5 separate regions of the Mus musculus genome follow, and regions 2, 3, 4 and 5 are each linked to region 1. A link is a contact called in public ChIA-PET, HiChIP or PLAC-seq and promoter capture Hi-C data. All regions are on one chromosome and are shown on one strand. The core of a region is the stretch at or near the end of the contact, and the rest is flanking DNA. Distances in the headings are between cores, read along the strand shown. Region 1 holds the start of Zdhhc2 (zinc finger, DHHC domain containing 2). Region 2 holds the start of Asah1 (N-acylsphingosine amidohydrolase 1). Region 3 holds the start of Pcm1 (pericentriolar material 1). Region 4 holds the start of Mtus1 (mitochondrial tumor suppressor 1). Region 5 holds the start of B430010I23Rik (RIKEN cDNA B430010I23 gene).

What was found. Promoter capture Hi-C pulls out the DNA fragments that hold promoters and counts their contacts. ChIA-PET counts read pairs in DNA pulled down with a chosen protein or histone mark. HiChIP or PLAC-seq counts read pairs in DNA pulled down with a chosen protein or histone mark.
Region 2: a contact with region 1 is called in an RNA polymerase II ChIA-PET map of effector CD8 T cells, with 9 times the contacts expected there. The contact joins the promoter of Asah1 here to the promoter of Zdhhc2 in region 1. A contact is called at or near these places in 2 of 115 datasets of contacts at active chromatin or transcription factors (astrocytes and effector CD8 T cells).
Region 3: a contact with region 1 is called in a promoter capture Hi-C map of the HPC-7 cell line, with 12 times the contacts expected there. The contact joins the promoter of Pcm1 here to the promoter of Zdhhc2 in region 1. A contact is called at or near these places in 5 of 39 promoter capture datasets (the 3T3-L1 cell line, the HPC-7 cell line, embryonic stem cells and 2 more) and 1 of 115 datasets of contacts at active chromatin or transcription factors (astrocytes).
Region 4: an H3K27ac HiChIP or PLAC-seq map of extraembryonic endoderm stem cells shows a contact between it and region 1, with 6 times the contacts expected there. The contact joins the promoter of Mtus1 here to the promoter of Zdhhc2 in region 1.
Region 5: a contact with region 1 is called in an H3K4me3 HiChIP or PLAC-seq map of the SCID.adh cell line, with 6 times the contacts expected there. The contact joins the promoter of B430010I23Rik here to the promoter of Zdhhc2 in region 1. A contact is called at or near these places in 2 of 115 datasets of contacts at active chromatin or transcription factors (the SCID.adh cell line and pancreatic cancer cells).

What each region holds. Positions count from the first base shown.
Region 1 is chr8:40,422,422-40,425,241 of GRCm38.p6, reverse strand. Zdhhc2 (zinc finger, DHHC domain containing 2) reads right to left here and starts at 1,427. Exons shown (of 13, transcript NM_178395.4): 1 at 1,073-1,427. The coding sequence starts at 1,199.
Region 2 is chr8:41,373,225-41,376,044 of GRCm38.p6, reverse strand. It overlaps Asah1 (N-acylsphingosine amidohydrolase 1), which reads left to right and starts at 1,348. Exons shown (of 14, transcript NM_019734.3): 1 at 1,348-1,535. The coding sequence starts at 1,461.
Region 3 is chr8:41,238,345-41,241,164 of GRCm38.p6, reverse strand. Pcm1 (pericentriolar material 1) reads right to left here and starts at 1,406. Exons shown (of 38, transcript NM_023662.3): 1 at 1,202-1,406.
Region 4 is chr8:41,132,348-41,135,167 of GRCm38.p6, reverse strand. It overlaps Mtus1 (mitochondrial tumor suppressor 1), which reads left to right and starts at 1,442. Exons shown (of 14, transcript NM_001005863.2): 1 at 1,442-1,687.
Region 5 is chr8:41,016,323-41,019,142 of GRCm38.p6, reverse strand. It overlaps B430010I23Rik (RIKEN cDNA B430010I23 gene), which reads right to left and starts at 1,405. Exons shown (of 3, transcript NR_015457.2): 1 at 1,323-1,405. All of the region lies in intron 6 of Mtus1 (mitochondrial tumor suppressor 1), which reads left to right.

The DNA of each region.
Region 1 (2,820 bases), core at 178-2,677:
AACAGACCCTATTTCCTCCTTGTCCCACCCTAGGCTAGTACTTGGTTAGGGCAAAGGTTAGTAAGTTCAGTGGGTAAACATCAGACAAAATATTCACGTATCCCTGGCAGAAGAGTCATCCCCTGTGTGAACATTTCTTCCTGATAACACACATCAGCTTTCACGGAACCTCCTAAGGCAGAAAGTTTACATTAAGCTTCATAACTGTATTCCCTGCTTATGAATAATCAACCTTAAAAAAACAAATCTTCAGTGCTGAAAGTGCCCCACCCACCAATTCAGGAGCTTTATCTTGGACTGGGGCACTTGGTTCTCTGGATGCTATGCACTTCAGATGATGGTTTTCCTGCCCCGCTCTCTATTTTCCCAGCATCTAAACTATAGTCTTCTATATTTCTCACAGGTCTTCGAAAGATACTTTCTAGTGGCTCGCCCTTCCTGCCTCCTTTTGAATTAGAAAGTGGCTAATTATCAACCCTCAAACCACACAGGCGGTTACAACGCTCGTGAGTACTGTTATCATTTTTTAAAAAGTGGGTCTATGGCCATCAGAAAAGAAGCTGGCTCTGCCATCCGAGCGAGGTTAAGGCCAGTGTTTCCCCATCGCATATCTGGCGCAGCTCTGATTCTTGGCCCAGCCTTCAGGGCAGCTTCTCCGGCCTCCAGGGCAGCTTCCCAGCCTCAGTGACCACAGTGGTCCCCTGTTCTGTCCTGCTCGGTGAGAGGGTGTGGCTGGGGTGGCAGTGGTGAGTAAAAGGCAGAAGGGGGTACTCCTGGCCGTGCGTCCTGGGGTGGAGGTGACCCAGTAACCCAAAAGCGGCAAGGGGAGACCAAGGGAGTGACAGAGTGCAGGAGGTCTCCAGGAGGCCGGCTGACCTCCGCTTGGGGTGGTGGTGGTGGGGAGAGAGGTTTGGGGCGGCAGGCAAGCAGGTATTGGGAAGCGCCCAGGGCGCGCGGCGGGGTGGGGAGAACCCAGCGGATGCACAGAGTGGAAGCAATCGCAGAGCGGGGCTGTAGTCCCGGGACCGCGAGGGGACAGCGTGTGGGGTTCGGGACGCGGGCACCCACTCACCTATGCACAGCTGGATGGCGTAGGCGTAGTAGGACCAGCCCAGCAGCAAGCTGATGAACACCACCGGGATCCAGTAGAGCACCCGCCGGCACCGCCGCCTCACGCCGCCCGAGCCCGAGGGCGCCATCTTCCAGCCGCAGACACCTGCCCAGCTCTGCCGCCGCCGCCGCCCGTGGGCCTGGCTCGGGGCCGGGCTCGGGGCTCCCGGAGCACCCGACGGGACAGGCCCGGGGGCGGCGGCTGGCTGTGCTGCGGCCACCGCGGCCGCCGTGGCGCTAGCTCCCCATCCCGCGGCAGCGAGCGGGCGCCGCGGACTCCCGCTGCTCTGCCGGGCTGAGGCGGCGGCTCAGAGTAGGAGGACGAAGGCGACGAGGCGGCGGGAAGCTCCGCTCCGCCCCCGCCTGGTCCCCGCCCGGTCCCCGCCTCGCTGCCTCCCACTGCGCGGCGGGCTGCGCCCTCGGGCGGGTGCAGGGATCCGGACGCGGACTCCCACGGCGCCCTCGGACTCTCGGCTACCCGTGCGCCCTTGCCCTGGGCCACCGCAGGGGCGCTCGAGGTGGCGACCCGGTGCCCACCTTGGCCCTCCCGCCCCTGCACTTGGCCCTGGATCGCGGGACTGTGATGAGAATTGACACTCGCTTTGGGTCACCCTCCCCAGCCGCAAGCCACTCCCAGGGCGCGGATCGGAGGGGGACGAGCTGCAAGGTGTCGCTTGTAGGAGGACGAGCGTCAGCCCCTCTTCGCCCCGCCCCCGGGACCAGCCAGTTGCTATCCCACTCCTCACCGGCCAGGCCCAGGGAGGATTGCGCCAAGTCCTTAGGCGCCCAGGCCCTCACCCTTGCATCTGTCAGGAAAATTCTCGCTTTAACTTGTGGGTGCCAGTAAACTGGCTGAGAGTAGCCAAAGTGCGGTCAGTTTCCAGAACAGACCAGCGAAATGATGGTGTTTGGGCATGAGAACGCCTACCTAGGTGCCCAGATCGCCATGAAGAGGGTTGCCAGAGGCCCTAGCCAGAGGGAGCAAGTTGAATTTTACGTTGTGAATCCATTGACAGTAACTAGAGTTAGGGCTGGCAGATCTTTGCTGAGAGAAGATTCTCTCTTTTTGTGTTAAACTGTCTTGTGATTCTAAGAGTAAAGTTTACCGTCCCCATCTCCCAAGAGCCAAGCGATTCCTTCTCTGCGTTCTTTCCCATCCTATCCAGCCTGACAGTGATTTTGGTTGTGATAGCGATTCTAAATTTAGCATATAGTAGAGTTTAAAGCGGTTGTCAAAACCACTGGAACGTGATTCTAATGGTAGTTAGAACAAACATCCCACAGTTAATTGTTGGTGAATGGGAAAGGAACGTGTTTCTGAGATTACTCCTCCCATTATATAAACAATTAGTATGTGTAACAGGTACCAGATATCATTAATGAATACTATATTTACTCCACACAACCAGATTGGGTAGAATTACTTGATAAACGTGATAAGAATGCTGAAGTATAGAAACCCAGCTCCAATTATGTCCTCCTGGCTTTTCAATTATCTTCCCAAGACTGGATTAAATATCAAGCCAATGTTCCTGAAACAGCTACTGCATCAACGCAGAAACAACCTCGCTCACCGGCACCCCCAGAGCTCCCTGGGACTAAACCACCAATCAGAGAAAACAGGAGGTGGGACTCATGCGTATATAGCAGAGGATGGCCTATTCGGTCATCAATGGGAGGAGAGGCCCTTAGTCCTGTGAAGGTTCTATG
Region 2 (2,820 bases), core at 99-2,598, 950 kb before region 1:
CCAGAGTCAGTGACTGAAGACAGCTTTCTGCCTCAGGTTGCTGTCTAAAACAGTCCTCAGTGTCCCCCTTCAAAAAGTAAGTATTTTCCAATCTTGCTTACCTAAGTAAGATTTCTTTTTTTGTTTGTTTGTTTTTTTTTGTTTTGTTTTGTTGTTGTTGTTGTTGTTTTTTTTTTTTTTTTGAGACAGGGTTTCTCTGTATAGTCTTGGCTGTCCTGGAACTCAATTTGTAGACCAGGCTGGCCTTGAACTCAGAAATCCGCCTGTCTCTGCCTCCCAAGTGCTGAGATTAAAGGCACGCGCCACCACCGCCCGGCCCTCTAAGTGTTTCTTAATCCTGTGTTGTGTATCAACATCTAAACTTCCTCAAAAACAAACAAACAAAAAACAAACAAACAAAAGCCAACTTATTTATCATTTGCCTCCAAATTTAGGTGTTTTTTACACCAAAAAGGAAAAATACTCGGATCCCCAGCACAGGAGTCGGGGGTGAGAATTAAAATAGGATTTTAATGGTCCTGAGTGAGTTTTATAGAAGCATTTTTTTAAAAGCCTCCAAACTTCTTGAGATGCCTGTCGTCGAAGCAGAAAATGTAAATCTAGAGGCATTTTTTTCCTGTTGGATTCTAGATAACTCATCCTATTATGGAGAGCCTTGTCCAAGGTAAAAGCCAAGCAAGTATTTCACTTTTATCTGCTTTTCAAAGTAGACTATGAAGTACCAAGTACCTGTCCTAGGTTTAGGTCCGCTGGACCAACTGGCTTCTCACGAGCTAAAGGAAAACAGGAGTTGAGTAACGCGGCGACAAATACATCGATGAAGGTCCCACCCCTTCAACCTCTCCAACCCCGGACATAACAGCAAGAAACTAAAATCTAAATCCTAGGATTTAGCAGTGCCTTAAGTACCTAGAGTACCCGAGAGATGAAACTTCTGACCCTGACACTTGTCCTCTCTGGTTGTGATCCCTCGGGCAGGATGGATGGATTGAGTGACTCACTTGGAGCCAGCCTTCCCCAGAAGGCAAACTAGGTCTGACGCTATGCTCTGAAACTCTGTCCCTTTGGTGGGCTCAGGAACCGCGACGCCTAGGAGCCAACCTCTCCCGAGTCAGTCGGCGTCCGCCCTCAGAAATCCTCCAGCACCAGCGTCTTGCCCCGGCCCCCGCGCTCCAAACGAGTGAAGGCCAGAGGAAAACTGGAAGTCCCGCCCCGGGGTGCGGCTAAGGCTGGACGAAACCACTGCGTGGCGTGCTGGGGGCGCAGCCCCTCTCGGCCCTGTGCGCGGACTCCGCTCTAGGGACTCGGCCCGGCGCCTCTATCTCTGGCGTGTCCCCTGCCGTGCATGGTGTGGCCCAGGGTCGCTGATCACGCGTTGGGGTGCGGCCTGCTGCTGGTGGAGGTGGTCCCTGCTGCAGCTGCTGCTAGAGTCCCTCGGAGCGGCGCTTGCAGCTGGGAAGATGCGGGGCCAAAGTCTTCTCACCTGGGTCCTAGCCGCGGCAGTCACCTGCGCCCAGGCACAGGATGTGCCGCCGGTGGGTGAGCTCCAGCCGAGGCACAGATGGGGGTGCAGGCGCGGGCTCAGGGGGAGGTGGGCGCAGCTGTGGCGGGGCGGGTGAGGGACACCTGCTCGCGGTCTGTATCTTCCGTGAGGCGTCGGGGGAACTCTGGTTCGGTCCCGCGGAGTATGGGTGCAAATGTGGCTTGTGAACCCCGGGCTAAGTGGCTTTGCTGCTGTATGGACCGAGTACACATTTTAGGGAAGTTCTAACTTTCAAGAACAACTGTGTAGGATTCACGCATTCTCCAATCTTATATTTGAGATTACCAGCTACTGTAGGCGGAACTCTCCAGAGAAAAAGCTAACGATTGACTGGTGGCCGTAGTATTTTCTGCCTGGTTACCTAGTGCTTTTTCCTGAAGAAACCATCGCAGGAAGCTATGGGTCACATGCAGTCTTAGCCCAGATGATGGGAACCCACCCCCACCCCGCCCCCCTAAGAAGGCTGTACTGGCTGTGGCCTTCACGCCCAGGCATGGAATGTCTGTCTGTACCGTGGTGCTGCTCGACCAAGTCACAATGCCACAGACTTTATATATCCGCAAGAGACTGTGAGGAACTAACATGATTCTTGTATTTACTAGAAGAGGAAGTATAGCCCTGGAGTGAAAAATGTAGCCAGAGGTCACATCGTTGTTCCCAGAAACATTTCTAAGTTCAGCCTCTAGGTCAAAGCCCGACAGCGACATTTCATAGATCGATTCTATAAAGGCTATAGAATTGAAGACTGTTTTGTTGCCAGATTTGATAACTAGGAACCTGGATGCACCTTACCTGTGCCAGATGACAAGAATTTTGAAAAGAGGCAAGACATTGGAAATGGGAGCAGCAGGAGTTCTTTTAATTTTATTCCTAGAAGGAGAAATGCTTTTTTGAATTTGAGAGAGAGAGAGAGAGAGAGAAAATTAGCCAGCCACTAGAATAGATACTTAGTAGATAAAAGTAGAATGCACATCAGGGCAGAGGGTGGCACACGCCTTTAAATCCCAGCACTTGGGAGATAGAGGTAGGCGAATGTTCTAGGACAACAATGGACACAGAGAAACCTTGTCTGAAAAACACCACACAACACAAAGTAGAATGCAGAATGGTATACAGAGTAATTTCAGTGACCAAAACCCACATAGTATGTACAAAAGATTGAAGGAAGAGCAAAACGTTTGCTCTAGTGTAGATAAAGAATTGATTTACCAAACTTGGTTGGGATTGTAAGAATTGTTGAAGAATTAAGTATTTTGATAGCTTGTGCCTTTTTGCCC
Region 3 (2,820 bases), core at 157-2,656, 820 kb before region 1:
TATTCAAGAACTTGTTACTCTCTTATTTTTTAAAAAAGCTTTAGGCATGAGAATTCTTTTTTTTTTTTTAACTACATTTACCGAGGTGTACCTTCAAGTGCGAAATTCGGTATTAACGACGCCAGCCAGTGGCCCTGACCAGGAAGGTGATAGGGAAAAGGCAGAAGCAGGTGCACAAAAAGCTCTTGAACACCGGCTCTAGTAACCAGAGAACACCGAAGGCGGGGTCTGGAAAGCGGTTATGGGGCGGGGGTAGGAGGCGGTAGGGGCACCCAGAAAGCCCGCTTCTTCTAAGCGCCAAAGCACGATCTGTCACCCGTAGTTCCCACACCAATCCTAATACCGCCATGAAAGAAAGGGGAGGAAAAAAACGTTTTGTGTTTTGTTTTGGGTTTGGACCAGGCTAGCGCGAGAGGAAAAGTTGGTTCACGCAGACGCCCCCACAGGGGGGCCGAACACCTAATCCTTAACAGCAGTCTCTGCAAAGCAAGCCAGGCTGCCAGAATCCCACTGGACATCTCGCTTCCCTCCCACCCACCCATCCCCAGTCTCCCCCTCGCCCCCCCACCACCCATTCTAGATGTAAAGAAACTGGATCTTCCCGAAGGGGTGAAGAAGGGGCAGTGGGAGGAGCGCGGAGAAGGATTATTAAATTAACATTTTCTTAGCGAAAAGAACCTACTAGCAGGAGTCAGGAACGCCTCCAGGGGCCTTCCTGCTCCAAGAATAAAAGGGACCGCAGAAAACTCCCGGGCCACAGACTCTCTGCACCCAGGAGGATCCGGGCCGCCCGGGACCCCTCCCAGGATGGAATTCGGCGGGTGGGCTGGGAGGGATGGCGGTCCCCGGGGCCTCGGGCCGCCAAGGCCAGTTTCTTTCGGAACTCATCACCCCGAACTACAAGGCAACCTTCCCCTCCACCCTGGAGGGGGGTGAAATCTCCAGCACCGGGCGAGCGGTCCTCACATGGGACGCCCCAAGATCGTGGAGGCGCCAGCCAGCGTCGTCCCAGACGCTCGCCAGAGCTAGCGTGTCAGTCGGCGCCGAGAGGAGCCGATGACAGCCTGGGGGTGGGGAAGGATCGCGCAGCCATGGGACCTCAGAGTTAAAACGGGCAGGCGTGGCCCCAGGCCGCTTCCAGCGCCGCGCCCGCCTCGAACCACCCTGTGCTCCGGCCCGCGGTGGCCCAGGGCCGCGTTACCTGGAAACGAAGCCGCCCCTCCTGCCAAGGGCCGAGTGGCGGTCGGCCGCCCCTCCAGGAGCCGCCGCCGGCAGCGGTTCTTCCTCCAAGACCGCGGAAGGGAGGCCCACAAATCCCCCTCGACTGCCCAAAGCCCCAATGGCCGCCTTCTCTACATTAGCTAACTAGGCGCCAACCGCCGCAGCCACCGCCATCTTAGGACCTCATTGTGGTGGGAGAAGAGTGGGGGGCGGGGGAACTGCAGAGGGGGGGGGGGGCGCAACGCTCCGCGAGACGAGCGCGGTCTCCTCGGCAACGGCTGCGCGGGGGCGAGAACTCGCCGGGGCTGGAGCCGCAGTGCGAACTCCGGGCGTGCGGTGACCTGAGTCACGTGACGCTCGGGCCTTCCGTGGAGTCACGTACCGCCCCTCTAGTCAGGAAAAGATTTGTGCAGACGAACAACCTGGGAACTACACATCCCAGAATGCCCACTCAACTGGGTAGCCAAAAGAAACGGAACTACAAATCCCAGTGTGCTGTGCGCCTGCCAGATGGCTCCGCTGTGTTTTTTAAGGCTTGAGGCCTGTGGGGTTTATAAGTGCTTTAGCTCACTGCAAGTCTCCGGGCGCTTTCTAATTTTCTGTGGAGGCATGAGCTTCCAGATGGAGACCGGAAGACTGGGAACCCTTGTAGTGCATTCCTACCCACTTTCCTATCACGAAGGATACTGATGAGCCTTTACAATCTAACCCCTAATTTTAGCAAGGATATTAAATCAGTATGTCATGTGTGCTTAGTCGGTGGAAGAATCATAAATAAGATTGTCAGTGGTCATTGCCACTTGGAACGCTGTCCCGCTACTTTGTTGGTAGAAAGAAGTAGTTGTAAACAGAGTTTAATCTTGTGAAATTTTCGCTGAACGGATAGTCTTTGAAATCCTGTTTAATTTATATTCTTGCTAACGGCTGTGTTAAGGTTAATAAATGGATAAATAGTGTCATAAAAACAGCACAAAACAAAACTTTTTTTTTTTAAGTTGCAAGGCTTTCAATATGCCAGGCTCCGAAGTTAAGACTACCTGTCGATTTTAGTTGCATGCATACACATTCTGTTTTTAGACAGCTTCTAAATGTCTAAAATAGGATTTTTTTAAATGTAAAATAATGTAATTGAGAAAGAATAGGTTTCTGTTTTTCCACAATAAATTGCTCCACACAATTACCAACAAATTGTTTACAAAACAAAATACTACAACTCTCTCAGAGCACCACGGTTCCTATCAACTAAACTCTTCCTGCCCAGGGCAATTTACTACTGTGTCCATAGCCTTCTGTATTCGTTTTTATCCTGTTTCTGAGGCAACGTCTCTTGTATCTCAGGCTGGCCTCAAATCTCTGACTTCAGATCCTTCTGCTTGTGGAATGCTGAAGTGTAGCATTCCACCTCAATGTAGCTTGTATACATAAAAACATACGATACCTTAAGGAAATGAATCAGTACACTGCTGGAAATCAAACCCAGGGTTTCATGCATGCTAGGCAAACATTCTGTCAACTGAGCTACACACCCAGCCGGGTAGTGGATATTGAACCTAGGGCTTTTCGACATGACATGCTAGGCAAGTACTCTACTACTGACCT
Region 4 (2,820 bases), core at 193-2,692, 710 kb before region 1:
CGATGGTTTTTAATGCTGTGCCACTTTAAAACTAGTCACATGATTTTTTTCCTAACGTCAGACAGAGTTGATATTACGACAGGGATTTCAAAGATAAGCAAGAGGTGTTATCTACTGGAATATGGAGGGAAAAAAAGGGGGAGTCGGGCCTGCTCGGCTGGGTTTGTGCCTGCCTTGGCTGCCCTCACAGTGTGACCATGTGCAAGTCACTTGGCTTTTCTGAGCTTCGGTTGCCTCACTCAAATAATAGAGATAATAATCTAACCTATTTACAGCAGGGTCTACTTGTGAGCGAAGAATGGATCATTGTTCACGTGAAAGCACTTAAAGCTATAAACAGCAAAGCTATTAGATCATCCAGCATTCGTGGTATAGGCAACCTCTGAAATGCTGCTTCTGCTCCCTCACCCCCACCCCCGTCCCCCGCCTCTGCGCTCCAAGAAATGTACTGAAAATGCTTTTTCAGCAATCCCAGGCCACGTAGTTTTATATATGTATACACACATGCATACATTAAACTTAGAGTTCTGGGTTGTCTGACATGTTCAGGAATGTTTTTATCTGTTACAAGCAGGCTATCAATCTTTAGGGAAAAAACCTTATATTAAAATATGCTTAGTGGAGGCTGAAATTTCCTCAGTTTGATTCAAGAACAAGGACTTTGGCTTTCAAGTGGCCAGACCTAGCTTCTCTTCCTAGCTTCTCCCACTACCCCAACCCCACCCCCATCTGAACTTCTAACAGTCGGAGTGCTGGTTTCTTTAATCTTTAATAGGTGCTCGCTAGTAATCTGCTCGGAAGTCTGAAGACAATATAGGGCGCAGGTGGGACTCTCCGAGAACAATCAGTGCTGCTTCCTTATAAACCCTTACGCTGATAAGCCTGCAACTTCCCCACCTCCCAACTCCAAAGCCCTTCGCGGGACAGGGAATTCTGGCTGCGAGGGGACCCAGGAGGAGCCAATCCTCCCTCTGGCTAGCTAGCCTGTCCGACGGTCCTGGGGCCCCAAAGTTGGGCTTGGCAGAGCTTAGCTTTCCCACCAGGACGTGAATGGTTTGGGGTCGCGCGGGACAGCCAGCCAAGCGCGCAGTCAGCAGCGGTGGCTTTGCGACACACGTGGCAACAGGTGCAGCGCGATCCAGGACGTACGCCCGGGGCTTGTGGCTTATGTTGACGTTTAGCCAGGGAGCCCGACCCGGCTGGCGACCGTAGTGGAGCTCCGCGGGAGTCATCGTGCCTCAAGGAACCCCTGCTCGTCTCTCAGGTTAGTTTTTTTGGGGGGCACTGCCCCTTCTGCCCCCCTCTCCCCCCCGCAACCTGGCCTTTGTCTGGGCTCTAGGAGCCGCCGCGGGCGAGGGGCGAGGCCACCCAGCCCAGGATCCTCCGCCTTCGCTCCTCCCCCTGGCGGCCCGGGGCGGGGAGGCTGGGACGCCCGGGCTCCGGGTTCCCGGTTCCCGCCTGGCCGCCAGGGTGCTGGTGCGGGTTGGGGTCGATCTGCAAGCCCCAGGTACAGACGTCTCCAAGGCAGGACCCGCCGAGGGTGCAGAACGCCGTGGCTCCCCCCAGGGCTGGCTCCCCGGCTCTGCGGGCAAGCGCGGAGTGGATCCCATTCCGTCGCCCATCCCGGCCGCGGTGGGGACCTCCGGAGAACGAGGAGCTGGGGAGCGGCGACTGCAACGCACTCACGGTGACCGGACTGGCTTTCCGGGGAGGGGGGCGGGTGTCCTAGTGGGTTTCAAAGTAGGAGGAGTGGGGAGGCTGAGCTCACGTGGGACCCGCGGGGCTCCTGCAGGACAGCGGGCTGCAGTTGCTGTCACCTTGAAAGTGACCGAGGCGGTGGGTTTATTGTGGATAAAGGACAACTGTCAAGTTTGCATCCTCGGTGGAAAGCCGCCCACCAAGCGCTGGATTCTGGCTCTGGACCTGGCAGCCTCAGGCTTCCGGCTGGGCGACTTGCCGGGGTCCATTCCCACTAAGCAGTCAGGGCAGAAAATATGGGAGAAAGGGAATTAGTGCAGTTCCCCAGGTCCTCATGCGGGTTTTACTCCCTGCAGCCTGCGGGTTCTTACAAACTCTAAGGGAAAGCCCACGTTGAGGGTCGCCGTATTGATTACTCAATAGAGGACTTAGCTCGAATTTCCGCGAAGTCTTTGCGCCCCCCCCCCCAACTAGGGTGATCTGTTCACTTTTCACTTGTAAAAGTGACACATTGAATTGTAAACATAGCTTGCATACTGGCACTCACTCTGCAAAATGCTACTTTTAAATTGTCTTGTGTTCTACCAGAGGAAATCCAGTGTATTTTGTTTGTCTTAAAACCAGAGTCTTAGGCAAAACAGGAGGAAAGCGAGCTTTCATGTTCTGCCAGGTGATTGGAGTTCAATCAAGGTATCAAATCACAGCGCGGTGGGGGTGGGAGTGGATTCCGGGGATCCGGAGACAACTTGTGGGAGGGCAAAAAAGAGGTGGGGTCGGGCCCCCGCTAAACATATGACCTCTGTAAGGAATGTTTTACAAATAGGTTATCAGTTTAAATAGTTCATCCCCGTTCTCTCCAGCAATCCCTTTAGGGCAATCTGTACTCTGTTGTGTGGGTGTGTTTAAACTTCTTGTTTACAGATTTATTTCTCAAGAACTGTATCGATAAGAAAAGTTATGCAAGAAAACCTGTTCCTGCCCTGTTTTTTTAAAAAAGGCATAGAATTTAGTTTAAAATACTTTTAAAATGTTGTATCGATCTTCACCTGAACCCTCTCTCCACTGCCCCGGCCCCCCCCCCCCGTGACCCACCCCCTTGTTCAATGGATGGAGCGAAGAGTT
Region 5 (2,820 bases), core at 156-2,655, 590 kb before region 1:
GGGTGGGAAGGAAGTGTCCACAATGATAAAAGTATGAACTCTCTGCAGCTCTTTCCTGTAATAGTTCCTGTGTTGCTGATGCCATTCAGTAGCCTGCAGAAGTCAGGCACACTGGCGGGACGACAGCCAGCCACTAAGTGCTTGCATCCCAGAGACCCTAATTAAATTACGGAGAATCCCGTTGTTGTTGAGTTTTTTTTTTTTTTCCTTAAAGCGCTTCATATATTTAATGCATGAGTTTGAAAGCATCTTCGTGTGGATTTCCACCTTTCTCTCTAGTCTCACTGTGTGTGTATGTCTGTGGGGCGAGGGTGGGGTTGCATGTTATAGTACAAAGATAATCAAATAAACCTCTTCTCTGGATTATAAATGGTTTATCATCTATGACAGAGACACTAATCTAAGCAGCTGGAAAAAAAAATCGGTCTCTAACTGCCAGAATGTATTTTATCATCTTGAGTAAATAAGAAGTACATTTAAAGGGCAGGCAACCCAGACAGTCATGCAGAAACTAATAGTATGTCTGTTGGAGTCTGGGCTCTGTGGTCTGCATTTTTGAGTAGATCATATTAAAGCCCCGGGTTTCCCATAGTCCTGCGCTGCTTCGCCTCAGATGATGTCATCTGCTTTGATTGATGACCAAAGAATTGGTCCTGGACATTGCCCTCCTAAGTACCAGGCTCCTTGAAGGCAGGAGCTATGTCTTAATTTTCTTACATATCATTATGGTATAGGATATAAAATGTGCTTAGCTATATGAGTAATAACTCATAATTCAGAAAGATAAATGTCCCTTCTGGGCATTTGGGGGGAGGGGATGTTGGCTTTCCAGAAAGTGTATAAAATGAGTCAGGTTAAGAAAGCCCGTCATCCCAAGAGGGTAGCATGGATTCTGGGAAGGATAGCTTTTGACTTGGATGGAAGATCTCGGGATGCTAAACAGGAGCTAGGCAATTCTAGTCCATGGGAGCGCACACAAGCACACAGGCTAGCACCCACTCATGCTTGCTACACGTATGTATGTATGCTGTATTTGCTGGAGGAAGAAATTCCGCCTCATGTATGGGTGCTACCTGAGCTCCACCTTCAGTCCCAGTGTCATTTGTAACATACTCAAAAGAGAAGGGAGTTTATACACAGAAAATATTGAATAACAGCCCTCTAGGGTATAAAGAAACCCCTTCTATGCTTGCGTACTGGGCTCTAAAGAACCAGGACTAGAAGCAAAGGTGACACCAAGGGCAAAAAGCCATTGTGAAGGAAGAGTGGGCTGGCTTTCCCCCACCCCCACTTCCGGCCATTGAGACACAGTGACAACTGACCTTGATGTCCTCACGCTGGATCTTGCTGGAGAAGGCTGAGTGTGGTTTAGGGAAGTGAGTTAGGACAGATGTCAACACTCACTGAAATCTGTTGCCTCCTGAAGTCCACTAATAAGCTAACCACCCCTCCCTCGGGTGTTTCTGGAGGGAGGGAGGTGTGGCTTTCCAGAGTCCTTTAGAGATAAGCATCAGTAGCGTCAGCTTTTGCCATCTTCCTTTCCGTTTTCTTGTGCAAGTGGTAAGATTTCCTTGTCCTTTTACCCCCTTTTGTTTGCAACTTGGCTGCTGTGGGAAAGGGGACTCTGAAGCGTGGTCACAGTTTCATGTCTAATAGAGCTGTCCCCGCTTTTCTCTCACGCCACTGACAGACTCTGCCATTTATCCAAAGCATTTGAATAAAATTAAGGCTTGACGTGACAGTACTCGAATAGTCAGGCTGTAGTGGCACGTGCCTGTAATCCCAGAACTTGGGAGACTGGGGCAAAGGAAAGCAAGTATGAGACCCGTAAGAAGGGGAGAAAAGAGAAAAACATTGTATCTGTGGGTTATTATTTTGTTGTTCTCAAACTTTAGTTTTTGCATTACAAAAGCAATCGTTTATTTTTGAAATTTGGAATTCCTGACTGGTGATTTCAAATATATGTAATCCCCAATACCCATGTATTATCAATGAACTATACTCTATTGTAATATTATTTAAAGTTCTAAATCACAGCAGGGCCCCCTGGGTGCCCTTCACCATGAGGTTCATCATGCCTTTAGTATATGGGTTCTGAAGAGCAAACCCCCTTTTTCTATTAGTGAGTGCGATAATCTAATGACCTCAATTAGAGAGCGGAGTAAAAAGGCTCACACATCTAAAAATAACTCCATTATCCACGCAGAGAGGGTCCCGTTTCTGTTTCCTCTGCCCCCGCTGATATTAAGTAAGTGCCAATCGATCAGGATAATGTCTGGCTCTCGTTTCTCATAAATGAAGGGCTGTGGCTTTAAGTAATCATCCGTTGCTTGTGCCAGAGACAGAAGCTGCAGTATCAGCTTCAGAGAGGAGAGAGAGGAGTCTGAGGCAGTAACCTGCGGGACAGGCGGGGAGGCCACCAGGGCCAATGGCGCTCCTCCCTGTGGAGCTTTGAATGTAGGCAGACCCGGACGGACGGATGGGTGGGAGGCGTGGCCACCTGTGCGCTTCTTGGACAGTGCAGGGGGTGGGGGAGTTGGAGAGACCGGAGCTGGAAAATGGGCTGCCCTAGCAGCAAAATGTGCCTCTCTCCTCCCTGTGCAGCAACAAGGGTAATTAGTATTTGTTTACAGGGCTTTTCTAGAAGGGTGTCAGGGACTACGTACTGCAGACCCTGTCTGGAACCAGGGGGAAGTGCTTTGAGTGAGAAGCAAGTCTAGACTGCAGAGACCAGTCTCGTGCTCTCTGCCATACTGCAACCCAGATGCCGGCTGGAGTCCCACATCTAAGGTCATCTCAGGAAGTGCCCTTCCTGAAAGC